3 separate regions of the Mus musculus genome follow, and regions 1 and 3 are each linked to region 2. A link is a contact called in public Hi-C and promoter capture Hi-C data. All regions are on one chromosome and are shown on one strand. The core of a region is the stretch at or near the end of the contact, and the rest is flanking DNA. Distances in the headings are between cores, read along the strand shown. Region 1 overlaps Camk2b (calcium/calmodulin-dependent protein kinase II, beta). Region 2 holds the start of Gck (glucokinase). Region 3 overlaps Nudcd3 (NudC domain containing 3).

Region 1 (4,570 bases), core at 1,731-4,230, 130 kb before region 2:
CCATCTATGTATATGTTCCCTGTGGATTTACATGAACCTCCATCTATGTATATGTTCCCTGTGGGAGTACATGAACCTCCATCTATGTATATGGAAGGATATCTTGGCGGCATGTAAGCTTTGGCAGTTTGCTTAGAGCGGCTTCCAGCATCTGTGTTCAGGATCTATAACTTTGCAAGCAGTCAGAGTGCATCATCTTAGAGAGTGTAACTGCTGGATCCGGTGTTTTAATTTTCTAGGAAACCACCAAACTGTCCTCAGTGGTGGGGCTGTCCCCACCCTCAGTTTGCATTGCTGTAGCTCCACAGCCTCTCCTGCACCAGATGCCAGGGTCCTGGATCTCCGCCGTCTTAGGAGGTGCATAATAGTGCATGTCTTTGCTGCTTTAATTCATGATGAAGGATGTTTGGAGTCCTTTAATATACCAATCTCCTATCTGTAAAATCTTCTTCACTTGGGTAGCTGTTTAGATCATTTGCTTGTTTTCCCACTTTGTGTTGTTTGCTTTTAAATTTTTTGTTTTTGTTTTTGTTTTTTTGCCTATTTTGGAAGCCAGTTCTTCACCAGATATATGTTTTGCAAACACTGTTTTCTGGTCAGTAGCAATTTGCCTTTTCAATCTTTAAACCGTGTCCCTCTCAGAACAGAACTTTAGAACTTTAAGTCCATCTTCCCATTGCTCTTGGTGTTGTGACTGAGTCATTAACAAAACGCATCACCTAGACTTTCTTTTCTGTTACTCTTTGGGGTTCTGTGTACTACCTTTGGGTTATAGTCCGTCTCATGTTAATTTTTTTAAAGGACTTAAGATCTTGCCAGCTGTGTGCTGTGGGATCCAGGGCAGCACAGGCCTTTAGTCCCAGCACTTGGAAGACAGAGGCAGGTGGATCTCTGTGAGTTCAAGACCAGCCTGGTCTACATAGCAAGTTCCAGGCTAACCAGAGCTACTGTCCAAACATGAAGAAGATGTAAGTTCTATGTCTAGACTCCGTTTCCGGCTGCACATCCACTTGTTCCAAGGCCGTTGTAGGCAAGAACCTCCTTTCTCCATGTGGGCTCCAGAGTCCTGGAACTGCATTCTTCTCTTCCAGGGTTGTGTTGCACATTCCGTATCTTTTTCTTTCCCACATCAACTTAAGAGTAAGTTTGTCTGGATCCATAACTAGTGGCTCTTATTCTTCATCTGTAGATGAAACTGGGAAGAGTGGACATCACAGAGTCCGTCTGGACCACCCATGATGCTTTAACACCCCTTAGTCTTCCATTTTTAAAATCCAAATTCTGTCCCTTTCCCTAGGAGGTCTTGCTCATATTTTGCCAGAGATACACCCACTTATTTTACTTGTTGTGGTGCTGACGTAGATGCAATTATATTTTAGGTTTCAAATTCTAATTTCTTCTAAGACAGCAGTTGAATTTTAAGTATCGATCAGATAGCCTCTGTCCTTTGGTACCACCTTTGACAAGGCTGCTGTTGGTCAGAAGGGGTTTCCACCCAGCTGCATCGTTTCTAAGCAAAGATGCTTATATTTCCCATCCTCATCGGTATGATCTGCATTTCCTTTCATTGTCTTCCTGCATTATTTGGGGCTTTCCAGTACGATGGCACATCACAGAGGAGGAGACATCCTAGCTTTCTTCTGATCATGTAGGGTAGTATCTAGCTTTACATATGATAGAAGCTGTAGGTCTTTGTCAATACTTTTTATCAAGTTGTGGAAATTCTATTATAGTTCTAGCCTGCTAAGAGCATGTGTGAATGTCTATCAGACATTTAAGAAAGGACAACAAGCCTGATACCCTAGCACACATCTCTAATCCCAGCCCTTGGGAGGCAGAGGCAGGTGGATTTCTGCAAGCTCATGGCCAACCTGGCCTACTGTGCTGTAATGAGTGAGTATTGGATTTTTTTTTGTTTTTTGGGTTTTTTTTTGTTTTTGTTTTTGAGACAGGGTTTCTCTGTGTAACCCTGGCTGTCCTGGAACCCACTCTGTAGACCAGGCTGGCCTCGAACTCAGAAATCCGCCTGCTCTGCCTCCCAAGTGCTGGGACTAAAGGCATGCGCCACCACGCCCGGCTGGATTTAAAAACAAAAAACAAAAACAAAAAAAAAAAACCAAAAAACTTTTTGCTATCTGTATGGTTGTATGATTTTCCATCTTTAATTTGTTGATGGCTTGATTATATTGATTTTTAATCGGAGCCAGCCTTGTGTACCAACAGTGAGTCTCACTGGATTCAACTTGGAGACCTCAGACAAAAATTTTTGCATTTAGTTTATGAAAGGTCTCCACCACAGAGACTAAGGTAAGAATTCCTTAGGCTGCTGACTTTCCAGAAAAGAATCAGTACGCTGTCTATATGTTTGCTTGTTCTATTTTTGAGGCAGATCTCACTATAGAGCCTTGGCTGGCCTATAACTCTCTATGTAGGCCAGGTTGGCCATGAGCTTGCAGAAATCCACCTGCCTCTGCCTCCCAAGGGCTGGGATTAGAGATGTGTGCTAGGGTATCAGGCTTGTTGTCTTTTCTTAAATGTCTGATAGAATTCACAGATGAGACCATGGGGCAGAGTTCTTTCTGTTTCTGAAACCTGTCAGTTACCCCCTCAGTACCTCTGAGAGATCTAGACCTGGCCAGATCACCTCTGAAAGGTGAGTGGGTCTTCCTACAGAGCCCACAATGACCTTGAAAACCAGATCTTTCTAGCCTTAGCCTTCCAAGTGCCAGAACTGCAACTATGCACCACCACTGTGTGATGTTTGTCTTTCCAAGAGCTGGTCCATCTCACCTAAGTTATCAAACCATGGCCATAGGGCTGACTGTCCACACTATTCATAGTCACCCTTTCAGAGTGGGTGGGCTCAGGAGCGACAGCCCTGCCTTCATTTCTGTGAGTCCTGTGCCCTCACCCCATCCCACTCCTGCATCTGCCCTCTTCCTCTGCTCACATTTGCAGCCAGCAGTTTTTCACTAGCATTGATCTTTCTGAAGTGTTCGGCTTTGTTGATTTTCTGTATTGATTTTCTGTCTACAGTTTCACTGATTTCTGCTCTAGATTTTATTTTCCTTGTTTCCTTTCAATACCACTCTCTCTTTCTGGTTTATTTATTTTGATGTGTGCAGATGTCTTGTCTGCATGTGTGCATGTGTACCACGTGTGTGCCATGTGTGTGCCTGGTGCCCAGAGCAGTCAGAAGAGGGCTTCAGCTCCCTAGAACTGGAGTTATGGGTGACTGTGCATCACAGTGTGGGTGCTGGAAATTGAACCTGGGACCTCTGCAAGAGCAGCAAATGTTTTAAACCACTGAGCCATCTCTCCAGAGCCTCTTACTTACTTCTTTAGGAGATGTTCACACTGAGTTTAAATATTTCTTCTTTTCTAAATATATGCATTTTATGATATAATATTTTCTCTGAAGACCACTCTCACTGCATTTGACAATTTTTATAAGTTCTACTTTCATTTTTTAAAATCAAAATATCTTCTACATTTTTCCTTCAGCCTTCTTCTTCAATCCTTAGAAACATGGCATTTAATAACCACGTATTAGGATTCTTCAGGCCATCTTTCTGTTATTCATTCTTTACTTTAATTCCATCACAGCCCACTTTGATTTCTGTTCTCTTAAATTCAATGTGTGTTTACAGCCCAGCACGGGATCTATCTTAATGAACATTTCATGTGAGTTTGAGAATGGTGGGTAAATCCTGCTGCTGAATAAGATGGTCTATCTCTAGACCTCCATCATGTCCTGACTATCTGCCTGCTAGATATTCTCATTTCTGTATATATGGGTGTGTGCACACATATATGCTCATGTGTGCGCAGGCACACTGTGTGTGTGTGTGTGTGTGTGTGTGTGTGTGTGTGTGTGTGTGTGTGTGTGTGTAGGCCAGTGGACAATCTCAGGAGTTTGCTTCTAAGGTGCCACTCAGTATCACACTGGTCTGACATTCACCTGGAAGGCCAAACTGACTAGCCAGCAAACCCTGGAGTCCACCCAGCTTCACCTTGGGTTAGGAGTGTGTGCCACTACTCCTAGTGTTTTGGCTTTGGTGTGTGTGTTTGTGTTTGTGTTTGTGTGTGTGTGTGTGTGTGTGTGTGTGTGTGTGTGTGTGTGTGTGTGTGTGTGTGTCCTGGGGACCAGACTTAGGTCTTTCTGTTTGTGCAGTGGCCATCTCCCCAACACCTGTCTCTGGGCATTTCTGACTCAAGGTTTTGAAATCTCCAATTGTGTGGTGGGTCTCCCTAATTCTTCTCACAGTTTCACCAGCGCCAGTCTCGAGCTAGTGCTTTGTTGTTGGGGTGCCTAAGTCTGGATTACTGTGACTTCTTGAAAAATGGCTCCATCACTATGTAATAGCCTGCTCATGCCTCAGTTTCCCTCACTCTTGCCCAAAGTGAATAAGGCTACTCAAGCTTTATTTCAGTGAGTGTCTTAATTCATCTAGAGCCCAAATGGATAACATAATATAAAATTTACCATTTTAAGTATTAAAAGTGTGATCAGAGGTAACATTTAGTTGTTTACACATACACACACAAACAGAGTATTTTCTTAATTTTA
Region 2 (4,242 bases), core at 1,584-4,083:
AGATAGCACCCCCAGTTGCGAGGGACATTTCATGTGCTAACTTTAGAGATCAGCCTGACAAGCTGGAGAGAGGGCCTGTCACGGGCTGTTCTTCTGGGTTCCATTCCAACACCCATATACATTTAAAAAAAAAAAAAAAAAGAACCAACCTTACCTTTTTAAAAACTATTTTTGTCTTAAAATTTTAACTTATTATTATTATTATTATATGTGCTTATGGCACACTTGTCCAGCTCAGACAACAGCTCTGTGGAATACCCGCTCTATGGTGTACACACATGAGTGCACACACACACAACCATGCAGTTCTCTCCATCTTACTTTTTCTTTATTTTATGCTTTTGGATGCTTTGCCTGCATGTATGTCTCTGCACTATGCGTGTGCCTGGTGCCCAGAGAGGCTAGAAGAGGGAAGTGGAGTTATAGAAAGTTGTGAGTTATTACCATGTGGATGCTAGGAGTTGACCCTGAGTCCTTTGGAAGAGCATCAGAGTTCTACACTGCTAAGCCATCTTCCCAGCCCCCTCTCTGTCATCTTTACGTGGTTCCAGAGATCAGACTAACGTCACCAGGCTTCCATGGCAAGTGCTCTACCTGCTGAGCTATCCTGTCAGCTTTCACGTGACCTTTGTTACGACTGCACGGAAGTGCTGCCCAATGCTGTGATTATTATTTTTTGATACTAGAATGAATAAGCTTGATTATCAGTTACTATCCTTGTCCTGCTGATACCTTGAGGTAAATGAATAGAAAATGCAGCCACGTGTATGAAATGACTTCTTGAACAAGGCACAGGGACCGGGGTGGGGGAGGGGTGCTCACTGAGTAAGAGCACTTGATGTACAAGTGAGAGAAACTGAGTTTGAATCCCCAGCACCCACGTAAAACCCAAGCATGGCTCTGCATTACTAATACACCAGAAGTTGGAGGACAGGGACAGGCAGAGCCCCGCAGCCAGCTTAGCTGAAAACATAAACTTCATGTTCGCTTCTGTCTCAAACAGAGAAGATGGCAAGTGATAGACAAGACACACATATTCTCCTCCTTTGGCCTCTTCTGCATGGCAGTGCATAGGTGCATGCACGTGCATATGAACACCACACACACACACACACACACACACACACACACACACACATACACACACACACACGCATGCTTGCATACACATGAGAGGAGAAAAAAGGAGGTGGAAGGTCACCAACTAGGACAGAAAATGGTTCCTTCAGTTTACTCACTCCCTCTATCAAATGAAAGATGAAGATGGGAAAATGCTCTAACTCATGGCTGCAAGGCTCTGTTTTTCTCCAAATCCAAGCAGACACAGTGTTCATGCAGCTTTCCATGTCCTGTGCGTCCATCATGAGATCTCATCCCTAAGGCACCTTCTGTCCTGTCCCCTCCTCTCCAGTCGTGACTGTTGAGTGTAGGAAGAACATCGAGCTACGTGTCCTTACTGCAGAATGGTACTCCTGGACGAGGTGGATTCACAGGGGGGGGCGGTGAGTTGCCAGAGTTGTCCTGGGTGCTTAGCCAACTAGATCCCATTCTTCCCTCAAAGGTGCAGTGACTGGAAAGAGACCACGCCCTGGGACATGTTCTGGGAGGATGCTTGCTGCTCATGCGCAGTCTGGCTGAGACAGAAATCCGCTCCGTTTGTCTCTGGCTTTGCATTGGTTCACACCCTTCCTCCCACCTCCCAGAGATTAGAGCTTGAAGATTTGCCTCCTCCTCCTCCTCCTCCTCCTCTATCCTCCTCTTCCTCTTCCTCTCCTGTGACTTGCCCAGGAGATGGGAGCAAGGCTCCCAGGCAGCTCCAAGACCAGCCACCCCAAATTCAGGCATGAGCTCAACCCCCAAAGCAAAAGGGGCTCAGAGCCAGGGGTTGGGTAGTCAGAGGCTTGTCATATGAGGTCTGGTGAGGCCAGCTTTGCTCTATTTTGGGAAAGTGATCAATCGTGTCAAGGGGTGACCATACTGGCCAATCTTGGGAAAACCTGGCATTCTGACAGGCACCCTATGTACCCTGTCATACTTGCCAGTGGCAGCTAATTTTAGCAGGGCTTGGAAATGCCAGCAAGTGCAGAGTATGTTGGGGTCACTCCTGGCCAAACCCAAAGAAAGGTCTAGGAGGTGTCTGAACCCCGTAGAAGAGCCCAGAATGTCCTGAGCATTGCTGTCACAAAATTTAACGGCCTCTTCTATTCTATTTCTTGCTGTTTGGGTTAAAGGAAATTTAAGAAGATTCCACAATAGTTAAAAAAAAAAATTGTTTTACTTGCAGGGGAGGGGGTGTCAGGGAAGCCAGAGGACCTGAATCTTCTCCAGCTTGTATGTGCACAGATGTCCTTCCCATCTGCCCCAGTCCATGCCGTGACCAAACTCTCCCTTCCACAAACGCTTGGCTTCCTTCCTTCCTTCCTCCAGCTTCTCCTTCCCAGCCAAGTTCTATGGTGGAGCCCCAGACTGTGTGGCTGTGCATAGCCAACCCTCCATAGGTGAAACCCCATGAGGATCTCCACTACCCACAAGTCTGAAGCCTCACTGGCTCACACAGCTCCTCGTGCCTACCTGTTTCAAAGCATCCGATCATCATCTTCTGTAACAAGTCTGGAAGGGGGCATGTGAGTGGGCTAGCTCCAGCCACTTCATCAACCTCTCCACAGCAGCTCCAACCAGTGTTCAGAGAACATGGTAGCCTGTCTCATAGCCCTGTCCCTGTGGCCTTTGTCAAACCTGATCCCACGTGGTTCTTTGTCCTGGCCCTGGCCCTGTCCCTGACCCCGTGGCAGTAGGCAGGGTATTTTAGGAGCCACCTCTCAGACTGACCCATTAGTGCAGAAGTCCTTGGCTGCCTGTCTTTTGCAACACTCAGCCAGACAGTCCTCACCCACAGCAGGTGGCCTCGGGAGTCAGGAACATCTCTACTTCCCCAACGACCCCTGCTTATCCTCAGATGGCTGTGGATACTACAAGGAGGGGAGCCCAGTCGTTGACTCTGGTAAGGGCCCCTCACAGGCCAAAGGCCTTGAATTGGGGGAGACCTGGAGGGCAGCATGCTCAGGTTGGAGAGAGGGATTGGTTCAAGGATGAGTGCGATCCTGTAGGAGACCTGGATTTGTCCCTTCTTCCCTGTATCCCTTCTCATTGGTGCTACGATTGTCCAGCTCTTGAGGAGTCCACCAGGGCTTGTTTCTGGAATGACAGTGCCTAGCCTCGGGATGTTTTCTGAGTGCTGCTCATCTCTAAGGGGCACCTCATGGCTGTACTCAGTAGAGTGTGGGGCTTTCTTCTCCAGAAGTATGTGGATGGCTGACCTAGGGCCACTCACTCCTTTGTATAAAGCCACCATAGGACCTTGGAAAAGAGGATCCAGGCTAAGACTGGACATGCAGGTGCTGACACTGTCTCTGGACCTTCAGAACTGTGGCTTTTGTCTGTAGGCTGCTATGGCCCTTGTCCAGATCCTCTGGGGTCTACAGTTCCCTGGGGCTACCTCTCCCACTGCTAAGATGGTAAACACAGCACTTGATGGTGTCTTCTTTTTTTCCTGCATTATAAGGTGGGCAATCAGAGTGTGCTCAGGGATCTGACCCTGCCAGCTCTATCCCTCCCACTTTTGCTATTAGTTCCCTGTGACCTAATCCAGACTTGTATAAGAACATCTCCATGCTAAGGGCTTGTTTCCCCACTGTTTCCCTGAACTGTGTCTGCACACAGCCAGCCATACATACTTGAGGCAGCTATGTGCAGGCAGATGGGTTGCTTAGATTGGTTTCCCAGGATGCCTAATCCCAGTGGATCCCTGCTGCAGCTGCTCAGGCTCGTCCATGTGATCCTCCTAGTGTGTCTCTTCCTAAACCCCCTAGACCAAGCTGTCACCAGATGTCTGTATGTTCTCTAGACCTTACCACATCTCTGTCCTGTGTGCACTGTCACAGTACACAGATTCTGGAGACAGCCTAATGCCACCCAGTTCCACCCTGTCTCAAGAAGTCCGCATTCTGTAGCCAGGCGTCTCTAGCCTTCTCGTGGTTGTCGGGGTGACTCCTTTCTCCCCTCTATGCAACTTCCTCACTTTCTAGGAAAGTGAGGAGCTGCACCCCTCAGCCCACCCTGACACCCACTTCCTTGCCTCACCACCCAACTCAACTCTACTGTCATGTAATTCTCTTCCGTGACTCTCCGTGAGCACTGGCCTCGTGTGGTACTGTGCTTGGACAGATAGACAGACAGACAGAC
Region 3 (4,190 bases), core at 2-2,501, 250 kb before region 2:
CCATGTGGCTGGGAGCCAGACTCAGTTTCTTGGAAAGAGTAGCAATGCTTTTCATCCCTGAGCTGTATTTTGTTTTATGTGTATGTAGCGTTAATGGGGTCCCGCATCTGCTCCGCCACAGGGCTCAGCTGATCAGGGAGGTGGGACACTGTAAGTCAACTGCGCTTCACTTTGGGGGTGAGGAAACACAGTCTGAGGCACAGGACAGCCGGAGCTGGCTCGGGAGTCCCCAGGCCTGCAAGGAGGCCAGCCTGTCTGATTTTCAGGCTCTTGGACACGCAGGCATCGCTGGAAGCATCGGAAGAGCTGAGAATGGAGTGGGGGCCTGTGGGCTAGATCTGACCCAGAGCCAAGAGGGGAAAGGGAGGAGCTTTGGCTGGTCCCGCAGTGGGAGTTCTCGGTGGTGGCCAAGGCTGATCGAAGAGAGGCCGTCTACTGGAGATCAGACAGTGGCTCTACAGGCAAAGGCCTCCACAGCTCCCTATGGCGGATCCCGATGAAAAGTGGCAGTCCATGGTTTTAAGGCCTTTATTGTCATGGCAGAAAGTGGATGAGTAAAACCATGCCCCACTTCTCAGGGCGGGTCTGAGGTTCAATACCTTTTGCAGGGAGGAGTGTCTGGGAAGGAAAGCTTATTGGCTAAGTCTCCAAGTCTTTAGCTACTTCATTCCAAATGGAGATCTGTCTTGAGCCTATATAATCTGTCACGTCCTCTACATGTGGAGGGGCTTGGTGCGTTGCCCTTATGTGACTGATGGCCACAAATCTATGGAGGGCTGTGGCCTCATTCTAGGAACAGGTGAAATGCCTATGAACACCATAAAAGTCCACCAACTTCCCTGGAGCTGGAGTTAAGTCAGAACCCGACTGAGGCCCTAGGCAAGAGCAGCCCCATTTTTTGCGATGGCTGATCTTGATCTTGTAAGCTTGTTTGGATTGAAAGCCACCTAGAAGAGTAGTGAAACCAGCTAGTAGGTATATCTACCAGTACGTTTCCATGGAGCTTTGACCTAAATCTATTGATGGACTGGCAATGTGAGCAGTCTGTGGTAGGTGGTGGGACTGGAAGATGAGGCCTCACTAGAGGAAGTGGATCTCTGGGATTGCTTTTGGAGATATCAGGGTTCCTTTCTGACACACTTGTGTCTTGGCTGCCATGAGGTGAGTAGTTGTGCCTTACCAAGCCTTCAACCATGCCAGAAACAATACAGGTTGCCAGGTATGAACTGTGTAAATCCTCTGCAACCAGAAGCCAAAATAACTATCTCCTCTTACATTGTTTGTCTAAAGTGGGGGAAGTTTGACTAACACAGTGCTGTTTGCTTGCCTGTTACAAAAGAAGCTGCCACGGAACATTTGTCTGTAAGTTCCAGCGGGGACACACACACTTTGTTACAATCCAGGAATAAAGGCTTTTGTCCATAGCCTTTGCTACCTTGTGCTGTGTTACTGCCCGCACAGCCCACTGTGTGTCGGAGATGCAGTGCTTCCTCATCCTGATCAACATTTGATGCTCTTTTTTTTTTTTTTAATTTTAGACTTTTCTCGTAAGTGTATGCTGGCATGTCATGTGGTTTGACTTGCATTTCCCTAATAAGCAAAGATGGTACAGTTTTTTCTGCCTTCTTTGGTGAAGTGTCACTTCAGATCACTTGCCTAATTTTAAAAATTGAGTTGTTCATTTTTTTAGTAAGTTTTGAGAGTTCCTGTATGCTTTATTAGATATGTAACCCGCAGATAGTTCTTCAGTCTTTGAATTGTCTTTTTGATCTTTTAAAGTTGCTGTTTGTATTTAAGGCTGGGAGAGGTGGGGCTCAAACCCAAGATCTGGTACGTGTGAAACATGCTATACCCCAGCCACCACATTGACTTTAGAAAATTAGAAGGCTTTATTTTTTTATTTTATGTCCATGCATGTTTTGCCTTCATGCATGTCCGTGCATCAAGTGCATGCTTGGTGACCATGGTGGCCAGAAGAGGGTGTTGGATCCCCTGGAACTAGACTTACGGGTGGTTGTGAGCTGCGGTGTGGGTGCTTCGAATCAAACCTGGGTCCTCTGGAAGAGCAGCCCCTACTTCCCGTAACCTCTTAGCCAAACTCAGGCCCAAACAGAACACTTTTGATGGGGTATAGAATGGCACTTTCTTCTTTTATGGATTGCATTTTTCTTGTTGCCACATCTAATCTTTACCCAGCAGAAATATTTTAAAAAATTTTATAGTTTGACTTCTAATTTGGTCAATTAGATTTTATAGTTTGACTTCTAATTTGAGTTAATTAGAATGTGATTCAGGATGTTGCTAGGAGTACATCGCTTTCTGTATGTAGATATCCAGGTGTGGCAGCATTGTTGGTTAAAAGGAGTCTATTGAACCTAGGGACCATCCCTGACTAAGCATGAATGACTTAAGCCCATAGCTTCCATTCATGTTTTCCTCTGACCTTTTCAATGTCCCCTTTGCCATCTCCTTGCTTTTAGTGTGTCTGTATGGTCAGTCTCCCACACCCCATGCCTTCTCCTGTCTGTCCCCGCCATGGTTATTAATCACTTTTACTTCCTGTGTTTCTCTGTTTCTCTGTGTTTTTATTTTAAGTGATTCTCTCACAAGCCATGCTTATGTTTCTTGATGTGAGAGCATATGCCCTTTAAAAACTTTTCAAATTACTTTATGAGAGAGAGAGAGAGAGAGAGAGAGAGAGAGAGAGAGAGAGAGAAAGAGAGAGAGAGAGAACAAACACATGTGCATATTGAGACTTCTGACTAACTTCACTTTACTGTTTGAGACAGGATTGTCACTGGCTGGCCAGTACACCTCAGGCATTTGAGCTCGGGTCCTCCTCTCTGTATGGCAAGCACTCTATGAACTGAGCCATCTCCTCAGTCGTCAGTGGCTTTCCTCTGTTCTTGCGATTTTGACGCTGTCGGCTCTTGTTAACGTGTGTGCTTGGCTCTGTGCACTCAGCCTCTCCCACCAGCAGTGACTTTTCCGCCTTCCTCAGCGTTGTCTTCTTCCCACCCTCGAGCGTGGGTGCTGTGGGTGATGTGTAGCCAGCCTTCGTCTTCCTTCTTGCTGCACTCTTCTCTTGGAGAACACATCTACTCTTAAGAGACTGAGGCCACACAGTTTTGCTACAGTCCGACTTTTCCTTGTTTTCAGTCCTTCAGGTTAGTTGTCCTTATGCCATGGGGTTCTTCAGGTGATTGTATCATCCTTTGACCTTTCTTCTCTGTGAGGCTTTTACCATCCCCCCTTGCCCAAGCTCAGATCCCAGCCAGACTTCATTGTGATTTCTTCTGAAAAGAGTGACATATTTTTTAAAGAGAAAGACCTACAGATACTTTTCTGTTATTCTGGCACGAGCCTGGTAGAATAGAGTAACAAGTGGACAATGCCTCTAGTTTATCTACTTAATGGAAGCAGGGCTTCAGATGTGTGGTGTCGGTTGTGGAGAGTAGGTCTGTATAATTGCGCTGATGTAGAATGTAGACTCAGGATATGTCGATCTTGGACTGTGTCTTAATTGTGAAGACAGTTCTTAGTGTCAGTAGGATTTGCTTTTCCCTGATAGTAATGTCTTGCTGTGCAAGGAAGCCAAGGTTTTGGGCTAGGGCTAGCAGCATTGGGAAATGACCTTGACACACATGAATTAAAGCGTAAGGCAGAGCTATCACACCCACTCTTCTCCAGTGCCTTTGAAGGTATTTTGGGCCCTGTGGAGAGCCTCTAGTTGGGTTAGAATTTGCTCTCCATTTCTCTGTGGGGTTGTAGGCAAGGTCACCTAGTCCTAGGGACTAGTCCTAGTCCTAGGGAGTGACTATATAGGTTTATGGGAAGAGGCTCCAGGCTCCGTGAGGTCTTGTTGCTGCTCATGTCCACTGTGCTGCAAAGTAGGAATTAACCCCAGTTTCTACCTTCCTCTAACTAGGCTCCTGAAATTGGGAGAGAGGGTGTAGTGTGGTTCAGGCTGGCCTTGAACTCTGTCTTAGGGTTTCTATTCCTGCACAAGCATCATGACCAAGAAACAAGTTGGGGAGGTTTATTCAGCTTACACTTTCACACTGCTGTTCATCACCAAAGGAAGTCAGGTCTGGAACTCAAGCAGGTCAGAAAGCAGGAGCTGATGAAGAGGCCATGGAGGGGTGCTGCTTACTGGCTTGCTTCCCCTGGCTTGCTCAGCTTTCTTCCTT

What was found. Promoter capture Hi-C pulls out the DNA fragments that hold promoters and counts their contacts. A called contact is a pair of places that touch in the nucleus more often than the background predicts.
Region 1: a Hi-C map of liver shows a contact between it and region 2, with 1.6 times the contacts expected there. The contact joins the enhancer-like site here to the promoter of Gck in region 2. A contact is called at or near these places in 2 of 39 promoter capture datasets (the C10 cell line and hippocampal neurons), 4 of 484 Hi-C or Micro-C datasets (bone marrow-derived macrophages, liver and nephron progenitors), 1 of 115 datasets of contacts at active chromatin or transcription factors (embryonic stem cells) and 2 of 9 other capture datasets (liver and pancreatic islet).
Region 3: a promoter capture Hi-C map of liver shows a contact between it and region 2, with 2.7 times the contacts expected there. The contact joins the enhancer-like site here to the promoter of Gck in region 2. A contact is called at or near these places in 2 of 39 promoter capture datasets (hematopoietic stem and progenitor cells and liver), 1 of 484 Hi-C or Micro-C datasets (liver), 1 of 115 datasets of contacts at active chromatin or transcription factors (double positive thymocytes) and 2 of 9 other capture datasets (embryonic stem cells and liver).

What each region holds. Positions count from the first base shown.
Region 1 is chr11:6,042,556-6,047,125 of GRCm38.p6, reverse strand. The region is part of intron 1 of Camk2b (calcium/calmodulin-dependent protein kinase II, beta); the gene reads left to right. Among named protein-coding and RNA genes, the nearest start is that of Camk2b, 21 kb to the left of the region's middle. Within about 2 kb of position 2,980, at least 3 of the 459 cell types and tissues checked have an H3K27ac peak or open chromatin away from gene starts, as enhancers often do. A contact at or near this core is called in liver, where this site is marked.
Region 2 is chr11:5,913,726-5,917,967 of GRCm38.p6, reverse strand. Gck (glucokinase) reads left to right here and starts at 2,833. Exons shown (of 10, transcript NM_001287386.1): 1 at 2,833-3,001. The coding sequence starts at 2,957. It overlaps Gm11967 (predicted gene 11967), which reads right to left and starts at 2,701. Exons shown (of 2, transcript NR_166847.1): 1 at 2,572-2,701; 2 at 1,206-1,634.
Region 3 is chr11:6,162,717-6,166,906 of GRCm38.p6, reverse strand. The region is part of intron 2 of Nudcd3 (NudC domain containing 3); the gene reads left to right. Among named protein-coding and RNA genes, the nearest start is that of Nudcd3, 36 kb to the left of the region's middle. Within about 2 kb of position 1,251, at least 12 of the 459 cell types and tissues checked have an H3K27ac peak or open chromatin away from gene starts, as enhancers often do. A contact at or near this core is called in liver, where this site is marked.